Regions from separate parts of the Sus scrofa genome. Here all the other regions are linked to region 1. Evidence: chromatin contacts called from public Hi-C and promoter capture Hi-C data. All regions are on one chromosome and are shown on one strand. Each heading gives the region's core, a stretch centred on a gene start, on an enhancer-like site or on the middle of the called end of the contact. The rest is flanking DNA. Distances are from core to core; before and after follow the strand shown. Region 1 holds the start of USP4 (ubiquitin specific peptidase 4). Region 2 holds the start of IMPDH2 (inosine-5'-monophosphate dehydrogenase 2). Region 3 overlaps DAG1 (dystroglycan).

Region 1 (4,089 bases), core at 1,161-3,660:
AAAAAATTAAAGTAATCCTTTCCAGGAAATCCCTGTGGCCTAGGGGTTAAGGATCCAGCGTTGTCAATGCTACAGTTAAGGTCACTGTAGTGGCATACATTCGATCCTTGGCCTGGGAACTTGTTCATGCTGTGATGCAGCCAAAAAACAAAGAAAAAAAAATTCTGCTATGGGGAAAACCTTTTTTGCTAATGACCATCTCAACAATTCCATGATAGTTTGGTTATAATGCTTTGCTTGACAAGAACAGCACTAAACAAATTTTCTTTTTAAAAATGAGATAATGGAGTTTCCGTCATGGCTCAGTGGTTAACGAATCCAACTAGGAACCATGAGGTTGTGGGTTTGATCCCTGGCCTCACTCATCAGGTTAAGCATCCGGCGTTGCTGTGGCTGTGGCGTAGGCCAGCAGCTATAGCTCCGATTAGACCCCTAGCCTGGGAACCTCCACATGCCAAGGGTGCGGCCCTAGAAAAGCCAAAAAAAAAAAGAGATAATAACATCACACACTTCAGTTTTCCTTTGAGGACCAAAGTAGCAAAAAATGTGTGTCTGTATTTGTGTACAAATGTGTACACATATACAGGTATACAAACACACATATGCATCATACAATATTGTCTTGGTATGTTTATCTTCTCGATAACCATTACGTTGATCTGGCTATATTTTAATTTTTTTTTTTTCTTTTTAGGGCCGTACCTTAGGCATACAGAAATTCCCAGGCTAGAGGTCGAATTGGAGTTACAGCTGCCAGCCAGCCTACACCACAGCCACAGCAATTCAGGATCCAAGCCACATCTGCAACCTACACCACATCTCACGGCAACACCAGATCCTTAATCCACTGAGCAAGGCCAGGGATCAAACCCACATCCGCATGGATCCAAGTCAGGTTCATTAACTGCTGAGCCACAAAGGGAATATGATCTGGTTTTACTTTAAAAGTATCACTATGCTGTTCTACAATTAAGACAAAAGGAGGGGGAAACCTCTGTTGGGGAACAAAGTACAACAATTATATTGGGAAGTCCTTCAAATTTTATAACCAACAAACCTCAGAGGAGATCAGGTAGCTTCTCCTAAAGGCCACAAGGATCCATAAATATATTCAAATATCTAAACGCTCTTTTCTCTCCAAACCTCTTGAACATCCTCCAAACACTTTTACTGATTTTAGTCTATCTGAAACTTCCTCTGCTTCTGTTGAGTATTCTTCATATGCCACTTCTGATCAGGATATATCATCCACAAGTACTTTTTGCCCGCCCTGCCTTTCACAGATTGGCTAGCACAAGACACACCTGAATTCCTCCTAATCCCACTGTTTCTCTTCCCTGCTCAAGTCCTCTGTCACACTAAGTTTCTTGGAAGACAACCATAGTTTCTTAAAGAGGGATGCTCAGTCACATTCAGTGCAAAGCCAAGCCCCAGCTTTCAGCTCCCACACAATACAATAGTGTAAGTACTATTCCTTCTCCTAGAAAATTTATTAAGAAACTTCTGACTGAGACCTGCTCTTCTAAATCTTGGACTTTTAATCTTTTTAGCTAGGCTCTAGGTTACCCCTCTCTCTCACTCCGAAATGCGGCTGCTACAATTATCTTTGACATTTGCTACCAAAATAATGAGACTCTCAGACATTTGTTCAGCTTCCGACCTTGATGTCTGTTCCGCAGTTTACAAGTTACAAAGTATCTACTTCTGATCTACGCCTCAACCAACTGACTGCGGGGGGCGCCAAATGTCGCTACTCTGGTTTTAACAGTAAGGAACCAGGGTCTGTGAGATGTGGACGCCTTTGCCCAAAGTCACAGAGCGAATCCTCAAATCTAAAGGGTCTGCTCAACCTGAGGGTCCCTGTGAGCATTCCCCTTCTTTCCATTCTGCAGCCCTAGACCCCGCCGGATCCGCCCCCTGAGCTCTGAAAGGGCCGGGACAACCTTCTGCTCCACCCACGCTTTCCCAGAGAGGATCTAGGGCTCCCTCTCTTCTGTGGCGGGGGGTCAAGTCAAACTCCGGGGTCACTAACATCGCCCCTGCCCGGCCGGAAAAGAGGGTCCCGGCCCAAACAGGAAAAGAGGGGATGGGCCTGAGCGCCCAAGCCCCGCCCTCTGGCCCTGCGCGGCGGAAACGCGGGTTCGGCGCTCACCACTGCGCCCCTCGTTGCAGCGTGGTCCTCATTAAGGCCCCGAGCTCGGATTTCTGGGTCTCTGCATCCGGTCGTTCACGGCAGCCTCCGCCTTCCGCCATCTCGTCAGCGGCCCCGGTCCAGCCGGCCCGGACATCCGCCTCGCGCACAGCGTGCCGTGGGTCGCGAACACGCACTCACGCACGCACGCACGCACGTGCGCGCACCCAAGGACCTTCTCGCGCCGCGGCTTGTACGCTTGCCCTCTTCTGCCTTTCCCCCACCCTTCCAACGCGCCAACCCTGTCCCACCCGTGCGCGGCGGAGTGGGCGGGGGTTGGGGGAGCGGCCGGAAGAGGAAGTGGGCGCGGGGCGGGGGTGGGTAGGAGCTGCCGCTTCTTCCGCCCTGAAGGCCAAGCCACGGGGCGGCGGTCCTGCACCACTTCTCCTTTCAGCTCGGCGATCTTTAGGAGTCGGTCCGCAGACCCCATGACACCCTGGGCACCTCTTCTGGATTTGCAGGGTTATCCTGGTCTTAATAAAGGCAGCTCGGGTGCAAGGAGGCCTAGAACTAGGTCTTCTTTTCACTCCAGCCTTTCGGCTTTCAGCAGAGACCTTACGTTAGTCCTTAGCTGCCCAAACTTGGAATGGATCTCCATTCCCAGAGGCACTACAGGGATTTTAGAGGGTGTTAGGTGCACCAGCGCCTTGGGACCGAGTCTCGACGGTGTGGCCTAGTCGTTAGCAAGCTGGACGCCAGTATAACCTAGCCCAGGCAGTTACACAGGCCCCTGAGGTAGCTACTTGCTTTGTCGGGGAGTCAAGCAGCCGCAGAGGGGCAATAGCAATGGGGGAAGGAGAGGTAAAAGTCTGTTCTCCACATCAGATGCCGGGTTGCTGCTCTGTTTGTTGTTGCAACAAGATAGTGTTTGAACACCATATGTTTCCCACTCAACCCTGCAAACAAAAATCACAGCCCTCTTCCTGGAGGAGGAAGTAAACCCAGAGCAAGGTGGAGGCCAGACAGCTAGCCTATGTGAATCTAGCAGAGAAAATAAGATATACAAGGCCCAGTACCTGCCCTTATTTGATCTATAGGAGGAGAATAACTCTTCCACAAATGACCCCAGAGCCAAGCAGTGTGGGGTAAATGCCACTAACAGGTAGAACCAAAGATTAGACCCTGAACTGTGAAAGGGCGCCTTTGACTTGAGTAGCATTTGAGCGTGATCTTGAAAGCATAGAAATGATAGTGCATGTTAAAGGAGGAATAACTAGAAGGGTCAAAGAAAATTTCTGGAACTAGCAGGGTGGACGGAATCAAAGAATGAGGATTAGTCCAATTGAGCTGGGCACAGATTACTGAAAGGGCTTGGGATCTGAAGCTCAAAGGGAGGCCAGAGGGGCCACATGTCTTGCCTTAAACAGCCCACAGATATTGTGGGAAGTTTCAGAGCATAGAGAAATGGTTGAGGGTGCTTTATACCCACAGTGCTACTAGGAACCTTGGGAAAGATGGCTGTGAGGGAGGAGAGGAGAAACAGATGAACTGTGTTCATTTTTAGGGGTAGAAGAGATAGAGGTGGCCTGGTGAAGGTGTGGTAAGTCATTTGAACAGATTTACTATTTTTATGTTCGGCTTTTGGCTAATTGAAGTTACTTTGCACTCCTGGGACATCCACTATGCACCGTTTAGTCGAAGAGATCTCTTCACAGTGGGTAGGTAGCAGGGAAAAGTAAATTTGGAGTTAAAACTGCCTTGAGGGAGTTCCCATTGTGGCACAGCAGAAAGGAATCCCTCTAGTAACCATGAGAATGGGGGTTCCATCCCTGGCCTCCCTCAGTGGGTCAGGAATCAGGTATTGCTGTGACCGGTAGTGTAGATCGCAGCTGCAGCTGGGATCTGGCATTGCTGTGGCTGGGCATAGGCCAGCAGATAAAGCTCCAATTTGACTGATA
Region 2 (4,089 bases), core at 1,095-3,594, 240 kb before region 1:
ATTTGCTTCCTTCAATGTGATGCCTGCAGGTGCTACCACCAAGTCTTCCCTCTTTGTCATGATCTAGGAGAGAAGGAAGCAGTGAGGACCTCCCAAGAGACCCTGCCCTAACTCAGGGGTGAGGTTCCAAAGACACAGGTATATCCAGACCACCCTCCTTAAGTACACCCAACTGCCTGCAGCATCTAGTGGCAAGAGCGAATGCTGAATACAAAGAGCACCAGATATATGGAGCAGCTTATTACATTGCAGAGAAAGCCACAATAAAGCAAGGACGACAGGCTAAAGCTGGTCCTTGAGCACTGCCCCCACTCTGGATGTGGCAAAAAGCAGGGGTATGCTGGCAAATATTTGGGCAGATTGAAAGCCTCTGGTATGCAGTGGACTCAAGAACCCCATGAAAGGGTCAGAAACTTAGCTGGGCATTCATCTTTCCTGAACAGCAGTGGCCTTCAGTCATGCCATTCAAAGAAAAGGAACCTTGTCTTTAGCCAGGGCTGTTAGTGTTTGGCTCTGCTGTCAGTGACACCCACCTCTTCTAGAAACCTGTCATGCTCCTCCTCCTTGAGGAAATCAATGTCCCTTGAAGAGATGATGCCCACCAGGCGGCTCCCCATCCGGCCTGTGTCAGTGATGGGGATACCACAGAAGCCATGCTGGGCCTTGGCTTCAAAGACATCCCGCACTCGATCCTTAGGACTGAGGACCACCGGGTCTGTGATGAATCCCTGCTCATATTTCTGGAAGGGATGGTGAAAAGGGGCACTTTCACCAAGTTCTTGGTCTAAAGCCTGGGATCTGTGCCAACCCCCCTTTGGCAATGCCACAAGATGAAATCACACAAACACTTCAAACCCAGAACTAGGAGACATGGGTAGGCTGTAGGCACTGTCTACCTGGTCCTCTTCTGTTGCTTTAAGACACAGGGTCTCAGGCTCTTCTGAGGAACTGAACCCCCACAGTGGGAAAAAAGGATGCTAAATTAAAAGAATAAGTCCCCCACTCCCACCCCACTCCACCTCAGTGCAATTCCCAGGAGCTCTTGACCACGATCCTTGCCCTTCTGACCTTCACTTTTCGCACTTCATTGGCCTGAAATTCTGGTGTACAGTTGTGGTGAATGAAGCCAATACCACCTGTAAGCTGTAGCAGATGCCAAAAGAAAATAGGGAAACAGGGACAAAGAAGAGTGGCATCACTGTATGCCTTTGACAAGAGATGGGACCCCTGCTTCTGCCCTCATATGTGACAATGCTCACCGCCATTGCTATGGCCATCCCAGCCTCTGTGACTGTGTCCATGGGTGAGGAAACCAGTGGGGTCTTCAGAGTGATCTTTTTAGTCAGAGCAGAGGTGAGGTCCTAAAGAAATAAGGCCAACTAATATGCAAAAGCACCTCATATACTTCAGGTCAGTGCCACGTTCCCCACAAAACAAGTGCCCTTTATGACCTGCATGCCAGTAAGACTCTTCCCTTCCATAGAATCCACCCCCAAACCCAAACTGGTGAGGTAGCCAAAGGGGACAGCAGCAGCATCTTACCTAAACTTTACACCCATCCAACTCCTGTCCATACTCACCACTTGGTCTGCTGTGAAGTCGATATACCCAGGGAGAATGAGAAAGTCACTAAAGGGGAGGGGAAATGGGAGTAAGGGTCAGGATTACAGCAGCCTGAAACACCATCCCCAATAGATCATCTCTTAAGGCATTTGAGCAGAGAGGACAATGAACTAGACCGAGTATCACAGGCAAGGCAGAAAAGAAGGTAGAGATGGAGACAAGGGACCTTTTCTGCCACCTAGCTGTCATCGGCGCCCCTGGAACCCTGACAACTCCATGTGCCCGGAGATTGGAATTTCTAGCCTGAAATGCCAAGCACTACCAAGATGCCTCCTCCATCCCGCCCGCTTCAAACGGAACCTCAGAGATGTGTGGTAATTTCCTGAACCTGTCTCCCACGCCTGAGTCCAAGTAGGCTCAAAGGAAGCCCCACCCGGCCTCCCAACCCAGCGCGCCGCCCCTCTCCTCGCCCAGGTGAGGCCGCTAAGCCCGCACTTGTACGTGAGGCCGTCCCCGCAGTTGAACAGCTGCTGAGCCGTGAGCCCGTCGTCCGGTACGTAGGACGTGCCCCCACTAATCAGGTAATCGGCCATGGTTAACGCGGGGGCTAAGCCGCGTGTCTCCGAGGACCGCGCCGCAGAGGCCTCTGCCTTCTGGGCCGCGCCAATATAAACCAGCCGAAATCGTCACTGCGCCCTGCGCGCCGCTGACGTCAGGACGCAGCACGCACAGGCGGAGCCCACACGCCTTTAGGGCGGAGCTGGCGGGAGGAAACGCAAGCGCAGAGCATGCTCTAGCTGCGTCGCCTGGTAGAGCTGTTCCCCTATCGCTACCCGCTCCCGCAAGACCTTGCCCCTTTAAATTAACAAGCAAGGCTTTGCTGCCACTGTCCCCCCAGCTTCCTCCCAAATAAAGAGACGTTGTTCACTAGCATGTTGAAAAGACGTGCTTGTCATTCTTAATAAACAACTAGATTAAGAATACATAAGAGAAACAGAGTGGTATCTTTATATGATACACAAGTGTATGTTACAAGAATTCCATCAGGCACAGGAGCCTCAGGTTTAAGGCCTCAATGTTAGGCCAAAAAAAAAAAACCAAAAAAAAAAAACCAAAAAAAAAAAAAAGGTAAAGTTTTTACTTTAACATCTAAAATGTCATTTGTCATAAAGAAGGGTGTAATAGAAATTGTCTTTAATAAATCATAATTGAAGTTCCCCTCATTTTCCTTCCATTAAGATGCTAGGTTTATGTCTGAGCATGAAGAAAGAAAAGGCCATGGCTCGCTCCCCTGTGGTCAGCAATGTCTGCCAGTCATAATGGAAGCCAGCTGGAGAGATCTCTCTGTAGGGTCCATCCATCATTAATTCCATCTTTCTGGAGGAAGGATAAGGGGCCACATTTCTCTTAACAGTCCAAGCCCTTTCCTCAGGCCCCAAACAAAAAAAGTCAGCCAGCAACTTTCTAGAACATCTGGCTCTCAGGAAACCCAGAGCCCCCATGGGCTGAGGAGTCTGCCACAGCAGGTTTATGAAGATGCACGGGGGCAAAGTTTCCTTTTACATTTTAAACAGAAGCAGTCTGAAAGGCTTCATAACTACACCAATAAAAAAGAAAAGAAAAAAATGGAGGCCTCTTCTTTAGTGTGAAAGTCTGTCCGTTTTTTCCTGGATCGTCTCCCTTGAACCACGGCTGAGGGATCTCAGTGCATGGTGCTTGCATTAGCCACTGCTATGGCCTCCTGAATTTCTCGTATCACCAGGATTCGAGTCAGCATCTGTCCCATCTGCTCTCTGCTGATAGGCTGGACCGAGTACCAGATTGGGCTGTTGGGAGCCACCACCGGCTCTGGCGTCAGGTAAAAGGTGTCATTCCGGCCTTTCACACTCTGAGGGCTGAAGGATATATGGGTGAAAGCTGGGTGAAACCACCATAATCTCAACCCTCCCACCTTGAACCTCCTAGACAAATGCTCTCCAAAAGATAGGAAGTTCTGGAAGGTAGTCACACAGTTCCTCAATTCCATGCAGCCAACACACACTACCTCTAGGACATCCCTTTGGAGTTACTGCAAATGCCACTGACAGGGTGCCTACCTTCTGCTCCTCCCTCACATGCTGCCAGGTGTGATTCTTCTGACTTGGACTCCCAGGGTTCATCTACTTGAGTCCATCCAATCTCACTAGAAACCAACTTCACCACTCAGAAGGTCTGTCTTCAAGAAAACAGCTTATGCTGTTTCCTCTACCTCATCCATTGATAATTTCTCAATTTCCCCAGAGGGACTCTGACTTCTCAGCTTCACTGTGATGCTGGGGGCCTGTATCTGGACTCAAAGCCCCTCAATATTGGGCTGTACTTCTCTTAACTCTTAAATACTTAGCACAAGTTATCCTCTAACAGTTATTCATGCACTGATTCAAGATTTCTCAAAGGGCTACTGTGTGCCAGGCCTGCACTAGGTGCTGATTTTAAAAGAAATGAGTAAGGCCCAAGCGTCTATGTTATGGAGCTTTCAGCTAAGAG
Region 3 (4,089 bases), core at 420-2,919, 190 kb after region 1:
TAAGATTAAGTTTTTACATTTAATCTGCTGTTTACCTAAACTTGTATGTATAATTTTTGGGTGGGTATGGGAAATTGCTTTGCTAAAAATAAGCTCCCAGGGTGTTTCAAACTTAGAGAAGACCAAGGGGACAGTATTTTTTATCAAAGGAATCCTATTTTTTCACACTACGTAAACTTGGTTGCTCTGATACCCCAGAGCCTGACTGGAGGCCTCCTGGCCCTGGCTCAGGGGCCAGGGCCCTGGTGCTGGGCTTGCTGTCCCACTGTTGCCAGGGGCTGAAAGCTAGAGGGGCCTCTCAGGCCATGGACATCCACACCCCCACCCCATGCATGCACGGCCCACCACCAAGGGGTCTTCATTTCCATGGAAAAGGGACTCCAAGAGGCAGTGGTGGCCGTAGCCTCCAACCTAGGTGCTCCAGGGTGGGCCAGCTGCTCATGGGGGTGCCTGGGGAGGTCGAAGGACTCGACCACATCAACCTGTTTTCTTTTACCCTTCTGTGTGGTCCCCCCCACCCCATCCTAAATGGAATATCATGATTTTTGAAACACTCAGTGGGGGACATTTTGGTGAAGATGCAATATTTTTATGTCATGTGATGCTCTTTCCTCACTTGACCTTGGCCACTTTGTCCCAATAGTCCACAGCCCCACCCTGACCACCCCACACCTCTTCTCTGGCGCTCTAGTCCCAGGCCTGAATGGCTGGGAAAGGTCTGGTGGCTAGGGAGGAATGCCAGCAATATAGTTCATAGTAAAAATCTGTGGGCTCTCAAAGCTAATTTTTTACTAAAGTTTTTATACAGCCTCAAATTGTTTTATTAAAAAAAAAGATTAAAAATGGTGATGCTTACAGCAGTTTGTACAAGCTCTTAGTGTTGATTCCATGGAACTGACGGCTTTGCTCTTTGCGATTCCACCCCCCACCCCCACTTCTTTCCTAATGGTTTAAACTTCGGAATTACACTGGGGCTTCTTTTGCCTTTTTTAGCAGAACATCCGTCCATCCATCTGCATCTCTGTCCCATGACTCAGGGGCACCCACTCTGCTTTGATTCTCCTCCTTTGGAAGAAACCATTTTGAGCATGACTTTTCTTGATGTCTGAATAGTTATTTTGGGTACCTTTTAGGGAGGAATGCCTTTTGCAATAATGTATCCCTTCCATAATCTGTAGGTGGGTGGGTGGACCCAGGCTCCCTTTGCACGCCAAGCAGCCACTTCTAAGCCATATTGACTGTTTTGCAGAAGATTTGAGTGTGCTGCCTCAGGAGGAGAGGGACGGTCAGAGTGGAGAGGTCTCTACCCTGCCCTTCTTTGGAGGGGGTTCCCCCTTGCTCCTCTCCCACAGGGCCTCTCTCCTGCCTGGATCTCCAGTAGGGGGAGCAGTGCCCTGGTGTGGGGAGCCTGTACAGGAGGGCTCGGGGGGGCTTGTGCCTCCAAGTCCTGATCCAAGCCAGAGTTTCCCTAATGCCCCAGAGTCAGGAGCACAAGCAGGGTCTGACCTGGTCAGATTGTGTTTGATGACCTCCTCAAAAGATAAACAATTCCCAGTGTTCCAGGTGAGGGCTTTGAAAGGCCTTCCAAATAGCTCCGTTGCCCTTAGCAACCCCAGCATTGGGCACTGCCACGCAGAGAAGTGGCTGGCCCAGAATGGCCTGTTACCATAGCAACAGGAGGCGATGGGGCAGTGAACAGAATAACAGCAACAATGCCCTTGCAGGCAGCCTCCTCCCCTGATCGCCCAGCTGGCAATGGTCATTGGACTCTGTGAGACAGAGAGCCAATCTCACATTCAAGTGTTCACCAACCACTGACGTGTTTTTATTTCCTTCTATATGATTTTAAGATGTGTTTTCTGCGTTCTGTATAGAAACATATCGAACTAAATAAAAGCAGTGTCTTTATTACAATGCCATTGCCTCCAAGCATCTATTACCCTGGCTCCTACACGACATGAGTATAGGGTGGGACTAGAGTCCATGGGACAGAGGGAAAGGGGACCCAGCTAGGCCCACTCAGGTGGCCTTTGAGCAGCTGACCAGATAGTCTTCACAGCCTCACCATTTCTGTGCTTCTGGGAGGAATGTATGTGTGCAGCAGAAGCTCTGTCAAACAATGAGCTCTCCTTAGCACGTCTTCTGCCTGAGCCAGCTGAGACAGATCTCCTTGAGCTTCAGTTTCCTCGTCTATGATGGGGGAGAGGGATGGGCAGAAAATCCAGTGAGACTGGGTGGGAGGGGAGGATGGTGGGAGAGGTCTTGCTGAAGGTTGTCTGCTCCAGAGTGGGTTGACTCCTGCAGTTCCCAGACAGGGGTCCTTCATCTGGGCCCCCTGCACATGACCTTGGGTTAAGGCTGGCCCTCTCCCAAGCAGTCTAAAGGCAGGTTTGGCCCTTGCCTTGGAGTGGGGAGAAGGGGAGAATGGTTTCTGGCCAGGCTATTCTGCCTTCTTTGGGCCTATAGATTCTGGGGGCCTGCCCCTAAGTACCCTGCCTGGGACAGAAAGACCAGCTGGGTAGGCTTAGCATGACTTAGTGCCCAGGAAGGGGCAGGTTGTCCTGGGACACTACCCAGGGTGCCGGAGGCAGGGGATGCAGCAGCTGTGTTTTCAGAGGCAGGATTGGGGCCATTGGTCACAGAACAACTGATGCCTCTAACGGGCCTCACTCCCACCCCCACAGAGTCTTCACCATCTCTACCTATAGCCCCCAGGCTGCTGCTCTGCCCACAATTTAAGACCCAGAGCTGAGAGATTGGTCCTGTACTGCAGATAAAACTGAATCCCAGAGTGGGGAGTTGAAGGTCAAACAATTACTTGTGGCATACAATACTGATAAATACCAGGAAAAGCTGTCCTCAGTACAGAGTTAAGGGACACATACCTCATACCTCACCCCCTAGACCTAGCAGCAGGAGCCTGGGATATGACCCTGCCCTTTGCTTTCTTGGCCTCAAGAAGTTGTTTAATACCTAATCTGAAGCCATGGGTTATGAGTGGATTCACTGTCCTGTACTCTAGTAAAGGGATTTCTGGTTTCAGCAGAGAATATATGGTCAGTAGAATAGGAAGAAGCCACAAGGGCCTCTGGCCTCTGCCCTGCCCTACTCTTCTTTGGGAATATCTGACATTTGGCCTGGCAGACCCCTGACCTGCAGCACTCCTGCCAGGTCTCTGTGACCTCTCCTTGTAGGAGGCAGATAGGGAATGTCTACTCAGATTTTTCAAGCTAGAGAGGGCAGTGTAGGAAAGGGGCAGAAACAATGGGACACAGTGGAGAAGGGGAGAGGGAGCTGTCAGACCCACAGAAATATGCATTCGCCTGTGCTTCTGACCCAGAACAAATTCCCATGAACCTTTTGGCCTGGCTTCCCCATCTGTGAAGTGGGGACAGCACTGGTCTCCAAGGGATTCTGAGGAACCCTAGGGACTACGGGATGGAATCAGGATAACAAGTCACCCCCAACACATCTGCCTGTAAAAGGGACAAGAGAAGCCAAGGAGGCTAGAGGATTCCTCTGTCTCTCCTGGTATAAAGGCATTGCCTTGGGCCAAGATCCTTGGGCCAGGACGATGGCCAGGGAATATTGGGGTGTCTAGGAGCTCCTGGCTAGCCTCATCCTGTAGAATTATCATCACTTTGGTGGGAACTGGAGGCTCCACATGACTTACTTGCCTCTACTTGTTCCCAATAGGCAGAAAACCTCCTAGAACAGGCCCTTCCCTAGCTCCTCTGGAGCATGGAAGTCCCCACCCAGACATCAGTCTTTTGAGGGTGAGTTTTATTACTATATCTGAAAAATATAAATCAGCTTATGCTTTTAAGTTAAAGCTTCCTGCTTTGCTTACCCTTCTTGATCACCATCTTGAGGCAAGGTGACTGAAGTCCAGAGGGGGCAAGGTTCCAGGTACTATGGCCAGTGAGTGGCAGGTTCAATTCTAAAGAGTGACCCCATCACTATAGGTTTTTTGAGGGTGCTGTAAAATTTTGTGCATATTGTAGATTAGTAAAGAATTATTTGAAGCCCTCAGTGGGAGATGGGGCTACCATTTCCCATAATGGGACCCGGGCAGACCCAGAGAAGATA

The links. Promoter capture Hi-C pulls out the DNA fragments that hold promoters and counts their contacts. Hi-C and Micro-C count contacts between places; a contact is called where the count stands out from the background.
Region 2: a contact with region 1 is called in a promoter capture Hi-C map of skeletal muscle, with 5 times the contacts expected there. The contact joins the promoter of IMPDH2 here to the promoter of USP4 in region 1. A contact is called at or near these places in 2 of 5 promoter capture datasets (fetal skeletal muscle and skeletal muscle), 1 of 47 Hi-C or Micro-C datasets (embryonic fibroblasts) and 1 of 2 datasets of contacts at active chromatin or transcription factors (alveolar macrophages).
Region 3: a Hi-C map of liver shows a contact between it and region 1, with 4 times the contacts expected there. The contact joins the enhancer-like site here to the promoter of USP4 in region 1. A contact is called at or near these places in 4 of 47 Hi-C or Micro-C datasets (embryonic fibroblasts, heart right ventricle, liver and 1 more) and 1 of 2 datasets of contacts at active chromatin or transcription factors (skeletal muscle).

What each region holds. Positions count from the first base shown.
Region 1 is chr13:31,901,967-31,906,055 of Sscrofa11.1, forward strand. It overlaps USP4 (ubiquitin specific peptidase 4), which reads right to left and starts at 2,411. Exons shown (of 22, transcript NM_001243188.1): 1 at 2,153-2,411. The coding sequence starts at 2,253.
Region 2 is chr13:31,661,316-31,665,404 of Sscrofa11.1, forward strand. IMPDH2 (inosine-5'-monophosphate dehydrogenase 2) reads right to left here and starts at 2,345. Exons shown (of 15, transcript XM_005669533.3): 1 at 2,059-2,345; 2 at 1,581-1,629; 3 at 1,260-1,361; 4 at 1,069-1,143; 5 at 534-740; 6 at 1-63. The coding sequence starts at 2,156. It overlaps QRICH1 (glutamine-rich protein 1), which reads right to left. Exons shown (of 10, transcript XR_002337951.1): 10 at 2,497-3,458.
Region 3 is chr13:32,090,537-32,094,625 of Sscrofa11.1, forward strand. It overlaps DAG1 (dystroglycan), which reads left to right. Exons shown (of 3, transcript XM_021068744.1): 3 at 1-1,914. Among named protein-coding and RNA genes, the nearest start is that of BSN, 14 kb to the right of the region's middle. Within about 2 kb of position 1,670, at least 21 of the 83 cell types and tissues checked have an H3K27ac peak or open chromatin away from gene starts, as enhancers often do. A contact at or near this core is called in liver, where this site is marked.